Linked DNA regions of Capra hircus: region 2 is linked to region 1. A link is a contact called in public Hi-C data. All regions are on one chromosome and are shown on one strand. The core of a region is the stretch at or near the end of the contact, and the rest is flanking DNA. Distances in the headings are between cores, read along the strand shown.

Evidence for each region. A called contact is a pair of places that touch in the nucleus more often than the background predicts.
Region 2: a Hi-C map of blood shows a contact between it and region 1, with 3 times the contacts expected there. The contact joins two enhancer-like sites. A contact is called at or near these places in 3 of 5 Hi-C or Micro-C datasets (all in blood).

The regions. Positions count from the first base shown.
Region 1 is chr7:60,631,932-60,635,879 of ARS1.2, forward strand. No RefSeq gene overlaps it. Among named protein-coding and RNA genes, the nearest start is that of EGR1, 29 kb to the right of the region's middle. Within about 2 kb of position 1,735, at least 1 of the 5 cell types and tissues checked has an H3K27ac peak or open chromatin away from gene starts, as enhancers often do.
Region 2 is chr7:60,668,548-60,672,495 of ARS1.2, forward strand. No RefSeq gene overlaps it. Among named protein-coding and RNA genes, the nearest start is that of EGR1, 8.1 kb to the left of the region's middle. Within about 2 kb of position 2,079, at least 1 of the 5 cell types and tissues checked has an H3K27ac peak or open chromatin away from gene starts, as enhancers often do.

The DNA of each region.
Region 1 (3,948 bases), core at 485-2,984:
TAGATTTAGTTGTCTAACGCTACATTTGCCTATGGAAGGGTATATGCAAAAGGCCATGATCCCAGTGTTAACACCAGAGGGAAGAGGTTCCAGTTCCTGGACCAAATTAATTTGTACCTTACTCTCTTCCCTATGCAAGCCAAAGGGAAACTTGCCTTTAAAAAAAAAAAAAAAAAAAAAGGTGTTACCCTTGTTAACATTCTGTGGAGGTAGGTGGCATACTTAACCAAAAGAGGTTAAGTAGCAGCTCTTCAGTGGCTCAGGCCCAGACAGGTGAGCACAACAGCCCACATAACCGGCACTACTGTGCTGCCTTCTAACTTTTGACTTCAAACTGCAACTAGGGGTAGAAAAAACTAAAAATTTTATGCCAGGCTTAATTCCAAAATTCTCTTTCTACATTTGGTTGCCTTTGAGTCAACAGCGGATCCAGATGGAAAGGTGCAAACTAAGCCTCCCCTATTCTGATCTTGCATACCTGGTACCTGTGGAAGAGCAGTAACCTCATTCAAGGGCAAGTCAGAGGCAGGCTCAATGGAACAGGGCTTCTAGGATGTGTTAAAACAGAAGAGGATTCTTGTTTCATTTCTTTTCCCAAAAGTGGAGCTCCTATTTAGTAGTTTAGGAAGCCTAGTTGAAGTACCAAGGTGGTACGTGATTTTCTTTGTCCAGGTTTAAGAAGTATTAACAAAACTGACCGGTAAGAGAACCTCTTCTGTCACTTTGCTTTTTCAGCATAATTTTGTCCAGTTTCTCATCTGATTTAGATGATAGCCTTGATGAAACCCAGTCACCCTATAGGAAGAGGCAGACATGCCCATGCATGGCAGAGGTAGTTTTTTCTACCCCTAGTTGCAGTTTGAAGTCAAAAGTTAGAAGGCAGCACAGTAGTGCCGGTTATGTGGGCCGTTGTGCTTGCCTGTCTGGGCCTGCAGCACTTGCCATCTTTTGTTCCCTGGCTCCAGTTCTCATGCCATGGTGCTCCTAGACAGACATAGTGTATTCAGGGCTGAATGCCAAGATGGAATGTAAACTTCATGCCAGCTTCTCCCTTGTTGCCAATTTGAGTGTGTGCCTGCTGGGACGCCTACCTGCCAAGTCCACCCTGATGGGACTGTGCCTCCCAGGGACACAGGAACTGACTGACCAAGAGGTGTGGAAGTAATGGGTGCCATAGTTATTGAGGATAACTGGCACTAGAAGTATATGTGGAAACAGTTTATCTCCAGGATACTCTTTGACACTCGACTCCAAACATGTCTGAGGACTCTGTTTTGGGTATAGTCAAACTGCTTGGTAAGCTCACCCTGGGGTTAGTGAAGAGCCCAGGACAAAGAATCAGCTCTTTAGGCAAACATCTCTGGTTTTGTCTCTGCCACTTGAACTTATGACTTCACATAAGTCCCTTCCTATCTCTCAGTGCCGTATCAGTGTTAGGATGAGTCTGAATCTCAAAGAGCCTTTCCAACTGTAAAGCTATCAGGATATAATAGTGAGCAGATCTAATATCTGATGAATAGAGATGCTGCCTAGAGACATTTGGCCATGTCTCTGAGCAGAAGTTTCCCTACCTGTAACAATGCCTGCTCCCTATAGATTGTGGTAAGGATTACATGCAATAAGGCACGTGAAATACACAGTGGCACTTAGCAAGAACTCAGCTGGGAGATGATCACACCTACACCAGCTCTGGTCTTCTCTAAGTGGCCTGGGTGAATCTGCACTGCAAACCACAAGGTGGTGCTAGAGTTAAGGATACTGGTTGCAGAAGAAAGTTGCTTCCGGTAGGGAGATTTCTGACAAGCATTAACAGATTCCTGGGACAGCTTGTTTAAGATTTGGCTTATATGGAGAAGGCAAACTACCAAAGAAAGCAGGGATGAATAACAGGGAGGAGAACCAGGGCTTTGAGTGGGCCATCTGAAAAACAACTACAATCACTAACATTTGTTGGACAGTTACCAGGTAGCAGAGAAGATGCTATGTAACGTGCATTTAATCCTTAGAAAAACAATGTCTCATTCTGTTGTATATCTGCCCATTTGGTTCCAAAGCCAATGCAAATACAGGTCGTTATTCGTTCAAGAAGAGAGAACAGGTGTTGCTACTGCTAAGACGACCAGTCAACTCACCTCACCAACCTCTGCTTTCAGAGACAACCAACAACTTGGATTGCATCTGGAAGACATTCATCTAGCAGCAGTTATGTCCTTCCCTCAGAACATGTATGTTTTGACAGTTCAGTCACAGCCACAGTTGAGAACAGATAAAAGAAGCTCCCTTGGACTCTGTAGAGGATCCCTGTAATTGATCCAGCATCTTCAAAGAAGAATGTATACACATAATGGAATTTCTAGGGCATCTGCCTCTGCTCTTAAAAAGATATGCTGAGGGCAATTAATGAAATTGGAATGTGGACTACGGATAAAATATTGTATCAATGTTTCTGAGCTCCTGAACTTGATAACTATATGTGGTTATTAAGAGAATACACTTTCTCACAGGAAGTATTCACTGATGTAGCAAGAGGTTTAAAAAGATGTTCATTAAGGAAATCTTTGAAATTTCAGAAATACAGAAAAAACCTAAAAGCATCAACTAACTAACGTTTTAAGGTCATCATGAACATTCATCATGAACATCCATTATAGAAACAGTGTAATATAATGAATGTTTAGGTTCCAGTTGATTCACAAAGTATCTAGAACACAACTTTAGTTTGACCCTTCATTCAAGTTTGGTTTTTACTCAGAATTTGGGTTTGACTCAAGGTCAATATAGGAGACAGGTTCGATCCCTGGGTGGGGAAGATCCCCTGGAGGAGGGCATGGCAACCAACTCCAGTACTGCGGCTTCTAGAGAATCCCATGGACAGAGGAGCCTGGCAGGCTGCAATCCATAGGGCTGCAGAGTCAGACATAAGCGACTGGACAGTAGAGAATGCATTAGAAGAGTTAATTCTGCTGCAGGGTGTACAGCTGAGAAATCCCCAGCCAGAGGGGCTGGGGGTGCTGAACCTAAGAATTGGGCCCAGATTGGAAGGATGAGAGCAGAGGCAGTGCCAGGACAAGAGCTTCTGTCAGTCAAACACTTCAGAGATGAAATCAGCTTTAGAGTTGGATCAGTGCTGGGTGAGATGAGACAGTATGAAGAACAAGACTTCTTGGGGGACCCTTGACTCCTGCTTCACTGAGCGACCCTGGGGATGAAGGGAAGAAGGCAACACTGCTATCTTAAAGCCTAAAACTCATTCATAGAAAGGACAAGAGTGAGATCAGATCTAGTCCTCTGTCCACAACCACACCCCTTCACTACTTAAGGAATCATAATTTCAGCATTTATAGGGGGCTTGGACTTTACCATCCCAAACTCCCAATTAAAGGGATAAGAAAGTTGAAGCCCAGAGAGCAGCCTTAACGACCTGTCATGCTCATGCAGGAAATGAGGAGAGCCAACATGAGCAGCTGTTACAGCTCCAAATTCAGTGCTCTTACCAAATGTGGGATCTTGTTATTTTTCATCTAGGCCTCTTCTTCTCCTTGTTAGAGATGAGAAAAGGGAGGATCAGAGAATAAGGGAGTGGCACGAAGCCAAAGACAGAGCTGGGAAGGGAAAGGTGGCCAACATCCAGGTGGAGTTATGAAAGTTGTTTTGAAGTCACTTCCCTGTGAGTCAGGGTTGGCTTGAGTGTATAAATTAACTTGCTTCTCCAGCCTCCAGGGTTCCATGTTAGCACCATCTAGGTTTCCCTTACAGTCAGACTCCTGGCTCTAGCACTCTAGTGAGAAACCCTGCCTGGGCTCAGCCCCTTCTGCTTGATTCTTCATCCTCACCCAAAGGAAACCTAGGGGGCAAACCCATTTTCAAGGAAGCCTGAGTGAGTGAGTGAGTGAGTGAATGTCAAAGTGTCCAACTCTTTGCGACACCATGCACTATACAGCCCATGGA
Region 2 (3,948 bases), core at 829-3,328, 37 kb after region 1:
TGATGAGAGGGAGGACAGTTAGCCCGGTGCCCAGGAACATCTACGGAGGGGTCTTCACTTCACTCTGGGCAAAGACCACACTTCTGTTCTATCAGAAAAGGGAGGGACTCTTCAGAACTGAAAGGATTTGTTTTCCCCCGGTCAAGCTACAGAGAGAGCTATCGTGGCAGGATGACGATGTCTTTAGACTGACATTGGACTCGTTTTTTTTTTTTTCAAAAATATGTTACAGTAAAATATACATAACATAAAATATCCCATTTTAACCATTTTAAGTGTCCTATTCAGTGGCATTCAGTTATATGTGCAGTGCTGTGTAACCGTCACCAGTGTGCACAGGCAGAACTTTTTTTTTTATCATCCCAAACAGGAACTCTGTACCCATGAAACACTAGGGATAGGGAAACATGAATTCTCTATCCTGTTGCTTCCTCTTTGGCCCCTGATAACCTCTATTAGAGTTTCTCTCTATATAAATTTGCCTAGTCTAGGTACCTCCTGTAAGGGAAGATATTTGTCCTTAATATTTGTCCTGTTGTGTCTGTTGTGCCTGTAATGTTTTCAGGGTTCATCCATGTTGTAACATGTATCAGAATTTCATTTCTTTCTAAGGCTTAGTAAGTATGTATATACCACGTTTTGTTTATCCTCTCATCTCTCTCTTTTTTTTTATCCTCTCATCTTTTGATGGACATTTGGGTTGTTTCTATTTTTTCGACTATTGTGAATAATGCTGCTGTGAATATTAATGAGCAACTATCTGTTTATGGATTCTGTTTTCATTCATCAGGCCTCTCTGCTGCTGCTGCTGCTGCTAAGTTGCTTCAGTCGTGTCCGACTCTGTGCGACCCCATAGACGGCAGCCCACCAGGCTCCACCGTCTCTGGAATTCTCCAGGCAAGAACAATGGAGTGGGTTGCCATTTCCTTCTCCAATGCATGAAAGTGAAAAGTGAAAGTGAAGTCACTCAGTCGTGTCCAACTGCTAGCGAACCCATGGACTACAGCCTACCAGGCTCCTCTGTCCACAGGATTTTCCAGGTAAGAGTACTGGAGTGGGGTGCCATTACCTTCTCCGGCCTCTCAGCAGTTACCAAATAGATTAAAGTTAGATTTAAGAAGGACTTTCTGGTTTCCTACTACCACAGACCTAAGCAGCAGCATCTCCGCCTATGGATAGTTCCGATAACCTGAATCTCTTCCACCACCTCTAATCCCATCCCTAGGCTGGGGTAGTGCCCAGAATGGCTGCACCATCGCAGGAAAGAGGCTTCACAGGGATCACTCTGGAGTCATACCTCTGGATGACTTATTTTTAGTAGCTGGGTGGGGGTTTCATGGCTTTCTGTTGGGTTCTGGGTACGTTTGCCACCACTACCCATCCCAGACCCAATGTTCTCCTTTCCCTGGCAACATCCAGACTGTCTCCCTTTTTCTCTCCCAGGCTAAATTGGGAGTGTGAAGCTGCTCTTCTTCCCAATTTAGCTTTTGAATTAAAGTGAGAAGTGAATGTGGCTGGAAAGCTGACTCCCATCTGTGTGTGAGAGAGAGAAGGGCAAAGCAAGCGAGCATGAGCACATGCCAGGCGGCCAGGGCAAGGGTAGGTGGTCTGGGCAGCTGCTGTTTAGTGCAGACACCCATCCTCAGGTGCAGGCAAACAGCTCTGCAAAGAGATGCTGAGGATAGAAGGCTGGTGTTTTTTTGGGAGAGGAAGAATGCTGCAGAGATGTCATTCGTACATTCCAGAAAAATGTGCTGAATTATTAGAGTGTGCCATGCCCTGTACTAGATGCTGGGGAAACAGTGGTGAACCAGGTAGGCCCATCGCCTATGCCCGGGCTTTCAGTCTAGTGGGGACACATGGGCAATGATGAAACAGGGTGATATGTGCTGCCAGGGAAGAGAACACGAAAGAGAAGGCCACAGGGGCCTGGACCAGGTGAGGTGTCACATCTAAGCTGAGACTTGAAGAACACGCAAGACAACACCAAGCGAAGCAGGAGACAAAGAGCACGTGAGCAGAGGGCACTGCGTGTTCGAAGATTTGGGTGGGCCTGATTTCCCCGAAGGAGGGTGGCTGGCCCCCCGCCCCGCCCTGGGAAGCCCGCCAGGTGGGCTCAAGAGGGCTAAGAGCTTCCACTTCCTCCTCTTCTTCCAGGGAGAAGAAAGCCAGAAGAGAATGCCAGGGCCAGAAGTCTGGGAGCGCATGAGTCCCTTCTGCTCAGTCTCTAAAATAGTTGAAGCAGAGAGAGGAGGGAAGCCCCAGGTCTCCTTCTGAGTTGCCACTCAGGAAGCTGGACATGGAACAGAGGAAATGGGATCTCACTTGCATCAGAGGAGACAAAGGAATCAAGAAGGGTCGCTGCTTGGTTTAGCTTACCCCATCCTCCTCCGGAAGCTGCCTGAGTTGGTCTCTGGGGGACCCGTCCTCTTCTCACCTAATGGCAATGAATCATGATCTGGTGGAGATGGGGACAGGTCGAAATCTTGGCAAAGAAAAGAGGAATAAAGGAGCTCTTTGGGGGCCATGCATTTCTCTGTCAACTCTCAAGTTCCCCAATGACAGGCACGGCTAAGGGATGCTGGTGTAAAACTTGCCATTAATATTTCAGGCAGCATTACTTATTGATCACTCATCTGGCTGGGACAAAAGAAGAGAGTAATTCATTAGGTGTGCAGGGCTGCTGGGGTCAGTTTGGGAAAGAGGTCAGGCAAAGGTAGGTCATTCAGGAGTCAGCCTTGGCTGCTGGAAAAAATACCTTGAGGTTCCAGGGTCTGAAGATTAGGGTCTTTGTCTCCTTTTTCAGCTCTACAGTACCCATGATGAAAATAAGGGAAGGGGCAGGGGACGGGAAACCTAGGGGCAACCTGGAACTGCCACTGTGGCCATAAGGGAGTCAGCTCCAGGGAACCCTGCATCTAGGTGAGTGTCCCTCTCGCTCGCCCAAATTGTCCCTCTCTTGACAATATTTTAGAAGCCCAAGTTGGGTTCTTTGGGCTGTATGACCCTCCTAGGGTCAGCTTGGCAATTTCCTTGCTCCCAGGAGGTGCCTCATCCTTCCCCAAAGGGAGTACCTGCTTGCTGGGTCTGACTATCTCCTCTGCACACAAACTGGGGTTGGAAAGTGATTGAGAATTCATATCTGCCTATCCACCCACAAGGATGCTTTCTTCATGAACCTGCAACTCCAGGAACTGCGGTATAAAGCATCCTGCTCAGCGGACTTTAAAAGCCCACTGACTGGTGCAGGAAAGGCAAGGGCCAGGGAATCCCACACTGGGGGTGAGCTGCGCCACCTAGTGGGCTTTTTCCTCTTTGCAGGCATCCTGCTCACCTATCACTGCCTCCAGCCTGGATTTGCTGACAAGCTCTCAGGCAGAACCCAAAGGGCTCTAAGACTTAAGGTGCCCTCCTCCTTTATGCAGGCCTGACCCAGCTTAGAGAGGGGAAAACTGGGGTTAGGGGGAATCTGTGACGGAGATAATCACATACTCGCTGGTATTTAAGGCAATGGGGAAGCCAGAACTTTGGCCTGGGAATAGTCTCTCCCTATTATTCTGAATGCCACATATATGAGGACTAGAGGCCCCCAGAGACCCCTCTCCTCTACCTAACCTCCTTTCCTCCAGGGTGAACAAGGCTAGGCTCAGCTCTGCTGATCAAGGAAGAGCTGGCATAGGCTGGAGCTGCTGGCTTTCCTCTGACGTCATAGCCTGGAAATCACATTTTAAGCAGGTTCTCCTAGTGTGGGGCACACACAAGGAAGGGAGGAGAAGCAGGATGAAACCGCTTCATGCCTGAGGACCGTTTTAGCCAGGGACCTCAGGCCTGGAGGGCTGCCCAGTGTCCCCAACATGGTTTGGGCGTGGGACACAGGGCCAAACCTCAGCCCCTACTTCAAAGCTAATCTCTCTCAATGCCCAGTGGGTTTCCAGGCAATTATCAAGC